Regions from separate parts of the Rattus norvegicus genome. Here region 2 is linked to region 1. The links are chromatin contacts, called in public Hi-C maps. All regions are on one chromosome and are shown on one strand. Each heading gives the region's core, a stretch centred on a gene start, on an enhancer-like site or on the middle of the called end of the contact. The rest is flanking DNA. Distances are from core to core; before and after follow the strand shown.

Region 1 (5,776 bases), core at 1,567-4,066:
ATTTAGCTGGTCAAGAAATGAGGCCAGCAGTTAAGGGCACTGGCTGTTCTTCCAAAAGACCCAGATTAGGTTACCAGCAATTTACAACCATCTGTAACTCCGATTCCAGGGGATCCAATGCCTCCTTTGGCCGCCCAGGGCACCAGCCACACAGGTGGTGCACGTACATCCATACAGCGGGGGAAACATCTGAAGTCATAAAAGTGAATAAATCTTTGGGTTGGAAAGATAAGTCAGTGCTTAAGAGCTCATACTGCTCTGGGAGGGGACTGTGTGGTTCCAAATGCCTACATCAAGTAGTTCACAAATGCCTGTAACTCCAGCTCTAGGTAATCATACCCTGACACCCTCTGACCTCCAAGGGTGCACAGGGACACATGCATACACATAATTAAAACTAAAATTAAATCTTAAGAAAAATTAGAAATGAGCCTCTTTAGGGTTGAGACAGGGTCTCACCATGGTGCCTTGCCTAGCTTGGAACTTAATATGTAGATCGGCCTGCCTGTCTCCCAAGTGCAAGGATTAAAGGTTTGTACCACCATGTAGATTGGGTTCTACAAGAAGAGAATGTAAGCAAGATCGGCCAGAGGTGCTAGATCATCTCTTACACCCAAACGATATAAAGGAGTGGGGTGAATTATAGAACCTCTTGTAGCTAATCAATTTGGGTTTCAAAGTTTGTACCTAAACTAGGAAGGCAAGGCAGTGCCATGATTACCTAAGAGGAGGTGAAAAGGTGTCAAGGACAACCTGGTAGGGAGGCACAGAAAGAAATGGTCCGGTAGTAAGTATTCACAAGCCTCCCATCTATCTGTTCCAACAGGATCTGATATTCCACCGAGCCTCAGCTATGAGGCCTGTGTGGATGGAGTGCAAGGTCATCACCTCTGGTATGGGACTACTCCCTCACTTGGGCTACCCAGAGGAACAGGATGCTCTAAATATTTTAACATTTATCTTTTAAATGTATGTTGACTGTGTGTGATGTGTATGCAAGTGTGGTAGCGACAGAAGAGGTTGTTGGACCCCCTGGAGCTGTAGGGCAGGTGGTTGTGAGCTGGAAAGCAGATATGGGCTATTAAACAGCAGACCAAGTTCTTAACCGACAGTCTCTCCAGCTCCAAGCTCCAGGTTGCCTAGACTTTTAAGAAGACAGTGAGGGTTACCATTCTGGAAAAAAGGGCTTGAAATGACAGTTTTCCAAACTGGGTGCATGCAAAGAAGTAATGTCATAAGGAAATTCCCACTATGGTTCCTTCCCATTCACTACTTTAAAATTAACTGAGAATGGATCAAAAGGCAAAGCAAATTACAAAATGTCACATTTTTTACTTGAGTGGGTTTATTATGTTTTTCAGTATTAACTTGCTATAAAATCTCTTAAAGAAACAAAACAAAGTATGCTTTGAGTTAGCTCTTCGGAATCACAATAGACAAAAAGGTTGCAGAGAACAGCCAAGCCGGATCCTGTCTACAGCCAAACAGGAGATGGGGGAAGGCTGTACTAAAACCTCACAGTGAAGAGTGAAAAGTTACAGGGGTTGTGGGAAGGTGAGCTCTGGCTGGAATGGGAAGTCTTGCTATTCTGTGAGCTGCTTGTTTACTGCTCTCTCATTCACTAACAAGCAGAGGCCGAGGACACTTTGCAGAGGCCCAGGACACTTTGCAGAGGCCCTTCTGAATGAGACAATAGGGCAAGGCTTGAGGATCCTTTAAGTGTTCTGCAAACTTGACCTTTGCTTCTAACAAGACTTTTTCCAAAACAGAGCTCTTTTGTGCGATTTCCGAGACTTGACATGTGACCTAGCAAAGGCCGCAGGCAATGTGACCAGCCCACAATTGATGCATTTATTCAAAGTGTGCTTACTGAGTTTTCTATGTACCAGCCAGCATCCTGAAACTAGGGACAGGGAGGACCCAACTTTTTACAAGACTTTCAAACAAAGCACAGCTAAGTAATGCGATCACTTCTCAGAGTGTCCACAAGCATCTTGAGGCCACCTGGAGGAAAGGGCGTTCATTGGTCAGTGAGGCTGAGGCTGTACAATAAGTCCAAGTCACGCATGGTCAGAAGGCAAAGGCAGGCAACAGACCAGAGATGGCCTACAGAACAACGTAACAATTATTTAATGTCAAGGTAGTTGAGGTAGCTGAAATCCACTTTAAATAGGGAAATGAGGCAATCTAAGTGATTATGACTGCAGCTCTTTTTTTGGCATCAAACAACCAGCATGAGTATATTCTGCAATTCTCTGTGACAAAGGTCTCAACTATCTTGTTTCTTTGATAATCTGTCATAATCTTTGAAACACAGTAGTGGAAGACAATGGTTTGGGGCATGTTTAGAGGCAAACCTTGTTTCAGGGCCAAAGGCTCAATAAGTAAAGATGTGCGGGTAAAGAAAAACGATTTACACGTATTGTACAGCGACGGTGCCTGACACGATCATGGCACGTTTTCAGAACGTTTCAGAACTCTGGAGTAAGCTAGTTACTCCAGAGGGCTCCGGCGAGGAGCACCGGGCACTTGTGAAACTGCCGCCCACGTTCCTCCTGCTCCCCTTTCCTTTCTCTAAAGTGGAACAGAGAGCAACAGTCACTCAGTGAGAGGCGCAAGGCCAAGCGCAGCCTCAATGCGGCCATTGTCATCAAGCGGCACCTCCCCCGCTCACCGCGCGTCCCCATGGCAACTCCGGGCTTCGGCTTCCCCATTCCCTCCCGCCCCCCCCCCCGTCCTGCGGACCGGAAGCCGTGCGCGCCGGGGGCTTGTGGGAAGCGGCTGAAAGCGGCGGCGCAGCGTCTGCCCGGGACGACGAGGCTGTGGCGGGTCCCGAGCCAGAGGTCAGCAGCGCGCGGGGGTAGGGTTCGAGGAGGCGGGGGCTCAGGTAAGGGTCCAGAGGCCGGCGACGCTCAGCATTCCGGGCGTGCGCATAAAAGGCCGCGGCGGCGGAAGGGCGGCGGCGACCTGCGGCACTTCGGGGGTCCGCAGAGCCTCCAGCGCCCGCATCCTCTCCGGCCTGCTTTCCCCTCCCCCACGGGCCGGTTTTGTTCTATTTCGAGGCTCTAGCGGCTCGCGGAGGATTCTGGGAGACGCTCAAGCCGAGGGGGGATCCGGCCGTTCTCGCGCGCGACCTGCTGGGATTTGTAGTCCCGCCGGTCCCGGGCGGAAGTGCCTGTCCTGTGTGGCGGGGTGGTTCTGGGGCTTCTGCAGCCCTTCCTGGTGAATGCTGGGAAGAGGACGTCCGAGTTGCTGGGGCAGGCTGGGCTCAGCGCTGTGAGGCGGGCGGTCGCTGAAGACCAGGATCCCGCCGAGTGCCGGACGGCGTTCCTCCACATCCCACGAGCTTGGTGCAGTACAAAGTAAAAGAAAAAGCAGTTTCTATCACATAGAAATGCTTGATTGCTGATAGAATCGGGTCCAGGAATAAGAACTTAGATTTTGATATCAGGCCATCCCACTCCTGAGTGTCTATATGACCTGTCAGTTTGAGACAGCCTTTTCTGATCTTTTGTCTTCATCTTGATCGGTTTCAATATGGTTTTCTTAAGTTTCTGTCTCTTAAGTTCTTGGCTCTAATAAACAGTAGCCGTAAACTTATTATTCTTTATGTGCTGTAAACCGTGGCACGGCTATGATTTTGCAAATTCCAAAAGCATCAGAAAGTAGCTCAGATTTCCCCAAAGGAAAAGTTAGGGGAAGCTTCATCAGGGAAAAGACTCCCGTACACTGAGAAGTTGTGAGTGCTTTTTCCTAATAGAATTTGCTGTGGTTGAAGCTTGTCACTGTAAGTTTAAATGTATGTATGGTGTGGTGGAAGCCTGAGTAACATTTGTATGTTATGTGAAATAGTTCCTTCCCCAGTGTTATATGATCTGTTACTGAACTGTGTAAAAGAAAGTCTGTGACAAGATCTAATAGCCCAGGTTGGCTTTGCCACATGGATGACCATAATCTTGCTTCTGCATGTAAAGCCTACAATGTTGGGCTTTTGGGCGCATACCTATCTACTAGTGAACATTTTTCGCATATATTTTAAGTTTAGGGAGTTCCTAAACAAACATTAGAGTATTTGTGACAATTCTGGGGATTAGCTCAGCAGTAGAGCATGATGGGTAAGGATAGTCTCTCATTCTGGGGGATTCTAACTGGGAGAACGGTTGATCTATTTCCTACTCCAGGTTTGCAAAAAATGAAAAGTAGGGTGCCTCATCAGGTCGGGGGCTTGTTCCCAAGATCCCAGATTGCACATAGCAGGAGGGAACTAATGTCCCCTGACCTCCACACCTGTGCTGATGTGTTCCAACACGAAATAAATGTCAAAAAACATGTTTTATGTGTCCTACTGTTCTGAATACTTAGTTTGTTATTTTATGTATATTTGCACTGTGTGTTTGCCTGGTGCCTGAGGAGGTGAGAAGAGAGAGGAGTTTGTGGTTCAGGGAAACAAACCAGGGTCCACTGCAGGGGAATGCATTCTTAACTGCTGAACCAACTCTCCAGTCCCAAGCTTCAGGACGTTTGGAGAACACTGAGGTAGACTGCATCTTACCCAGATACTGTAGGCTATTAAATTACCCTTTGTAGACTATATGTCACAAATTAGCAATCTTTTTTTTTTCCTAAAAAGAGCAAGCTGGTAAATATTACATTGTTTTAGATCTTAGCTGAAATCATTGAATACTGTCAACTCTACCACATTATAGCCCAAACCACGATTAAATTTAATGACTTATATACACAAAATGTAAACATATTAATGGGGCTGGAGAGATGGCTCAGTGGTTAAGAGCACTGGCTGCTCTTCCAGAGGACCCAAGTTCAATTCCCAGCACCCACATGGCAGCTCACAACTGTCTCTAACTCCAGTTCTAAGGGGTCTGACATCCTCACACAGACATACATGCAAGCAAAAACAGTGTACATAAACCATTTTTAAAGACATTTTTACATCTTGTGTGTGTGTTTGTCTGTCTGTCTCTGTGTGTGTGTCTGTCTGTCCCACTTGTGAAGACCAGACTTGCAGAAATAATTTTTCTCTTATGTACATGTTGGTCATTGGACTCAAGTCATCAGGCCTTTGCCAGATGAGTAACCTTGCTGGTCCTAGACAGACACATCATATTTTCTCAGCATGAAGTATTTCTGTACTTTTTTAGTCATTAAAACGTTTACACTACTTCTCTACGGATGGTGTAGCAGGCAGCAGGGTAAATAGGCTGTGGTTTACCAGCTATGGCAGACTTTCAGTCAGTGTAAGTTATTGATTTCAAGTTTTAATCAAGTAAAGCAATGTATCTCTTTTTTTTTCCTTCTGCTTTTCGAATATCATGGGGTACTTGGTGATTTATGTGTTTTTTATTTCTTGTACCTTAGGAGTACTTTTGAGGAAAACAGGGTATTTCTGAGGTCTGTACCTTGCCTCAGTTGCCTTTTCTTGGAGGTATTGTAACAGGATGTCTGCCCAGTCAGTGGAAGAAGATTCAATACTTATCATCCCAAATCCAGATGAAGAAGAAAAAATTCTGAGAGTGAAACTAGAGGAGGATCCTGACGGTGAAGAAGGATCGAGCATTTCCTGGAACCATCTCCCTGACCCGGAGATTTTCCGGCAGCGGTTCAGGCAGTTTGGATACCAGGATTCACCAGGACCGCGAGAGGCGGTGAGCCAGCTCCGAGAACTGTGCCGCCTGTGGCTCAGACCGGAGACGCACACGAAGGAGCAGATACTGGAGCTGGTGGTTTTGGAGCAGTTTGTCGCCATCCTCCCCAGGGA
Region 2 (5,695 bases), core at 2,627-5,126, 86 kb before region 1:
AGGGCCTCTGCTAAGAGAGAGGGGAGGACCAGTGCCCAGAGGCAGACTCAAAGGGATGGGTACTAAGGGTCAGGGGAATGCCGCTCTGCTAACAGGATACCAACTCTTACAATGAAAGACAAGAAGTCCACTGTTAGGGCATGTTTGTCAGCCCTTTTAGGGTCATATATGTAATGCTAAGTTGGTATTTACTTAACATCTAAGAAGTCACTTCAGTAAGCAGAATAGTCTATAAAATCCGTCTTCCTGTATTCAGGCTTTGTAAAGCAACAGTCTTTGGGGATCAAATTTTCATGAGCATGGATGCCCTAGCTGTGTCTGTGGAAAAGAGTCAGTATCTGGCTGTTCACACTACAGTGGCTATAAGGCTGTCCCGAAGTGAGCTGAGCCCAGTCACAATGTCAGGAGGCCACCCCTCACAATCCCTTAGAATGGCTTCTCCAAGCCTTGCACCGGGCCTTCTGACATCTTTGACACTTTGCCCATCCCGTGGTTTCCTCCTCTCCCTGCTTTTTGTGGAAATTTGGCCTAGGAGATGTTGATCACATCAAGTTCCCAGCACCTCGAACAACTGCATATCTTCTCTTGGACCCACCTTTCTCTCTCCCAGTTCGGCAGTAGGGAAAACTGGAGTTCTGCACCCCTCGCTCACGTTCATCTGGGGCCTTCTCTAGGCTGAGACCTGTTCTCCGGGGGGCAATGTGGACTGGGCAGGATGGCCCTCTTTTGACTTTGCCTGTCTACACTAAGGAAGGAGATAGAAACAAGTAAGAGTGTCTGCCCGGGTTATTGGCTTACAATCTAGAACCTACTCTAGGTAATGAGGACCTCAGAGTCTTGGCTCAAATGGGTTTATTCCCTTTTCAGGGCCACTGAGGACCCCCTTCCTAGATTTGATGCATCACCTCAAAGTCCTGAGGGGAGGTCAACAGGAGGCTGTGTTTGGATGCAGGGGTTGGAACTCCACACATGTTGATGCATCCTGATAGACTGAGGAGCAAGGGTTCATGGAAGCTGGGAGAGCTTTCTCAGCATCGTGACTTCAGCCGTTTCAAGGTCTGTTCCCATCATTGAGGAGTCCTTTACTAGTCACTTTTTACATGGGAGTGATAATTTGCATACTTCACACACACTATCAAGAGGAAATGCACCGGTTGTTTTCCAGACAGCAAAACCAGTCTGATCCTAAATATCCACTGTATTTCCTGAGCTTTTTTGAGAGACAATAAACCTGGCACTCTATGTCTCAAAATATGCACTAGCTTAAGAATATGTTATTTACTGGTAATCTTTACATCTTAACTGGGATCAAAAACTCTGCTTAACTAGTACCCTCAGTCTAGTGTCTCCAGCACCACAGGAAGGCTTTAATAGCCTTTAGTGAAAGAACTGTGGCACTGGTGGGGGACCCAGGAGCTTCAGGGACCAGTAAGGAAGCTGCAGAGGCAGCCCACAAAAGGGTACATCCTGCAGCAGAGGTGAGATATGCCTTCCGAGTTTCCAGGGATGGCTGGGAGTTTAGGGGAAAGTCACTAGCTAAGTATGGGCCAGCTATGTTCCCTGCTCCATATTCTAATGCTCACTGATACCATGTGTGCTATGCATGCAGTGAAGTCTAAGAGGTCTCTCCGTGTGCTGTCAGTGGCAGTGACCAGCACTTCTGTGGTGGATGTAGAGCAGGTTTCTGACCAACTTAAAAGCCTTTGTAACTTCTGTAGATGTCCATCAGCATTCTCATGTCTTTATGGCCACCATCTGTTGATGCTTTGCTACTCAATCCTTGATGACTCTGATAACTGCACACAGTCAGCTTTTATCCAACTGGGAAGACAAGATTTACTACAACAAATATGTTCTTCCCTGCTAGACTGGGGGCTCCTCAACAACAGAAACTAATAGTCTTCTTGCTTCTGCTAATCTCCATCCTCCAGAATTAGAGTATAGAAGGCAATAAACAGGTTCTGGCTCGTGATAACATGGAACTGGATCAGAAGGATGGGGAAAACTAAAGATGAGCCAATGTCAACCCAAAATGAAAGAGTAAGTAGAAGTTACTAGAACTGTAGGAGGGAGGAACTGGGAAAAAAATGTAATACCCAAACAGGAGGAGCAATGTGTGCCTAGGCCTTGAGGGAGGAGGGAACACAGCTGGTGTTGGGGACTGGCAACTGAGAGGGAGTGTAGAGACCTGAAGAGACGTCAGTCTGCAGAGATGGTGGGTTTCTGAAGGCCTTTAAAACAGTGCTATGGACTGTCAGATTCATTCTAGGGATGGGAGAAAGCATGGAAGGGTTTCAGATGGGAAGCATGATCTGAAAACACAGAGTCTGTCAGCTGGAATTGGAAGTAATGACTCACACAGGCATCGAATTGAAAGCAAGGACTGAGGAAACAAAGACTTGGAAGGGCAGAGGGCCTCGGATATCAGGGGCTTCTTAACATAAAAGAACGGAATAAGAAGATCCCGGTTCAATCATGGCTACTCACGATGACTCCTGTGAAACATTAAAAATGTATCTTCATGAGGATATGACTATACGACACAATTTTGAAAACCATATAGTAGCATCACAAAGCATTTGATAAAACAAGACAACCAGAGTTTAGGAGGAGATAAGAGGATGGAGACATTTCAGAAACCAGGGGGAGAATTTCAGGAAGAAAGCAATCAGTGAGACTGCATTTGAGTGTGGCGGCTGGAAGCCAAGTGGTGGTCCATCCACTGTCCGACTCCTTCATATCTGAACTTGGTAAATATTACGGAAGTGGGCCAAGGTCCTCAGAGGCGTTTGCACAAAATTCAGAGGGTGGGGCAAAAGGAAGGAGGGTACACTACTGCTTATTAGAGCTAGAATTTGAACTGAGGCAAAATGGATGTCACCAGGCCAGGAGCTAGGCATTCATAGGAAACAAGGAAACAAAAACACAAGTTCAGAGACCAGAATTCCCTAGGAAATAGAATTCGTCTTTGGCAGGGCACAAAGATTTGTTGTTGGTTGCTGTTGAGAACTGAACAAAAGAGGGGTGAGCCGGAGTTATTAAGGACTTAATGTGCTAAAGTAAAGTTATATGGTTTTTATCTAGAGGATAAAGAGGCCTGTACCTCAGAAAGTTAAGTGCTACAATTAGATGTAAAAGCTCATGCTAGCAGCCAGTGTGAGAGCCAAGGATTCTGAAATGGCGGCAACTCAGACTCCCATTTGGAGACTGTCACAGGGATTGCATGGGAGACTGTCCCTGGGGTAAGAACAGAAAAGATGAAGGGGTGGCTGGAGTAAGAGGTTTGCTTGAGTGATTGGCGCTTGGGAGGCATGAGTCCTTGTGACAAGGAATAAAATCGACGGGGTGAGGATAGGGGAGGCCATCTGGAATGGGAAATTCCACACAAGAAGGGGTGTCAGTAACAGTATTACTCAGTCCTTTTTTTTCCTTCACTGTTCTTTGCTTCTGCATCAGTCTCTAGCCTGTGATAGTCATTTAACTACTAAGTTGTAAGGATTCAATCCTTTTTTTTTTTTGTTTACTGCACCCAAACATGATCATAATGCATCCATGACTTGCATGTCACTGTAATCCTGTCATTTGGAAGGTAGAGCTTTAGAATTCAAAGATAACTTGGCTACATGAGTTTGAGGTCAGCTTGGTCTACATAGCAAGCTGCAGGTCATCCAGAGATCTTGTCTAAAAACCAAGAAAAAGAATGTTACTAAAACACCGGATGCTCATTGGAACCCTCCAGGCACGTGCCCCAGGCCAAGGTTCACAGTGCCAGCAGCAGTCACCAGCCCGACGCCTTCTGACCCGGAAGGAACACTTCCGAGCCCCGCCTCCTAAGAGCCGCAGGGGAGGACTCTGTTAAGCTTCGAGAGGCTCGCGGAGTTTCCTGGCATCAACACGGAAGTAACATCTAGCCGGAAGTTTTAGGGCTCGCCTTGGGAGGGGTGGGGGCGGGGAGCCGCAGGCCGACTGCGGGCAGAATGGCGGCTCAAATTCCAATCGTGGCTGCTACCTCTACTCCCACCGTAGCTAGGAACAGCAAGAAGAGGCCGGCTAGCCCTTCTCACAACAGCAGCGGAGGGGGATATGGTGCTAGTAAGAAGAAAAAACTGTCGGCCTCCGGCTTTGCTCAGGTAGTGTCCGCACCGGCTGGGAACAAGAACGCATGCGCAGGCCCGAGAGGCGCCGAGAACGCTTGCGCAGGGAGGGCGGAAGCTGAGGCGCGTGCGCACTGCCAGTATTGACGGGGGTTCGGGGGAGGTTTCTGTAGTCTCCGAGGCACATCCTAATTTTTGCTGGAAGTTGGTATATTTGAGTCATAGGTTGGACCTGTGGTTTTGATCAAAAGGCCATCCGCGTCATATAGTAATGTAGGAGGTTGTAATCGGTTTAGCAGGAACGCCTAGTTCCGTCAGAACTTGTTTTCTGTATCTTTCTGCATGAGAAGTTCGCGGGTCACCCACAGCGCATCTCGCAGACACCCTGTGGGAGTCTGAGGGGTCTTCCCAGTGTACAGCATGGAGCGGTACAAAGATGGCTGATACCAGTGGGTTCCTTCGTTCCCCTTACATGTGCTAAATATGGATGTTAAAAGACTGATGATGTACGTACGCCCTTAATCCCAGTACTTGCAAGGTAACTCTGTGCAAGTTCAAGGCCAGTCTGATCTACAGAACCAGCTCCAGAACACCAAGGCTACAAAGAGAAACCTTGTCTCGATAAACAAACAAGCAGACAAATTAAGAGGTTGAGGTCAATGACAAAAGTGCTGTCAGAGACCAGCAGTGGCTTGGTTATGTTCTTGGATTTAGAAGGTGGTTATGGCCCTCAGTTTGTGTGGTGCATTTGCCCAGGGACTCTGTTGGTAATTGGTATTCCTTTTAGCATATTAAGTTACTATACTTGCATGCAATGGAACACACAAACCGAGGCTAGTCTCCAGATAAGAGAGGTCCAGAAAATTCCTGTTGATCTTGTCCCCATGCCTCAGCCTTGCAATTCTGTCACTCTGCTCTGTCCTCCCTGCCAGAGGTAACCACTCTTCCAACATCTCTTACCTCAATTAGATTTTAACAAACACTAATGTAATTGTCTGCATCTTATAGAACAGTGGTTCTTGTTCGTTTGCCACAAGAAAAATGTAAGGCAGGCTGATCTTGAATAATCTTGGTTTAGCCCTCCTAGAACTGGATTAATGGCATGAACTACCATGCCCAGTTTCTTCTATATGTACACCTTTTTTTTTTTAGGGGGGGGTCGTTTATGTTTGGTTTCAGACTGGGGGGCAGGGGACTGAGGTGCATATTTTACATAACAAAGCAGACCTGGCCTCCAGGTTCTCCCAGCATCCCTCTGTTTCTGCCTGGCATACCTTGCCCCCTACCCTGAACTTTACAGCACAAGGGGCTGGGCTGCCCTTCTCCCAGAGGCTCTTCCCTATATAATCCAGACATTTTAGTCACATTCTTTCTTCTTCTCATCACGCACACGCCCCTTCTCTCTTTCTCTCTTCTTCCTCTACACCCACCCTTTCTCCATGGAGGCTCCCCTGGCCTCAATCCTTGGAGCCAGTGAATTTGCTCACCGGAGAGCAGCCTTTAATATAATATAATCTGGTTTAAACTGGCTCATTGCACCGGCGGCAGAGACATAACCTATCCGTTTGAAATAGGGTCTCTTTGTAGTCCTGGCTGTCCTG

What was found. A called contact is a pair of places that touch in the nucleus more often than the background predicts.
Region 2: a contact with region 1 is called in a Hi-C map of liver, with 2.4 times the contacts expected there. The contact joins the promoter of Ino80c here to the promoter of Zfp24 in region 1. A contact is called at or near these places in 2 of 12 Hi-C or Micro-C datasets (liver and psoas muscle) and 1 of 1 datasets of contacts at active chromatin or transcription factors (oligodendrocytes).

What each region holds. Positions count from the first base shown.
Region 1 is chr18:15,579,001-15,584,776 of GRCr8, reverse strand. It overlaps Zfp24 (zinc finger protein 24), which reads left to right and starts at 2,816. Exons shown (of 4, transcript NM_182955.1): 1 at 2,816-2,887; 2 at 5,377-5,776. The coding sequence starts at 5,457.
Region 2 is chr18:15,666,325-15,672,019 of GRCr8, reverse strand. Ino80c (INO80 complex subunit C) reads left to right here and starts at 3,876. Exons shown (of 5, transcript NM_001017446.1): 1 at 3,876-4,130. The coding sequence starts at 3,978.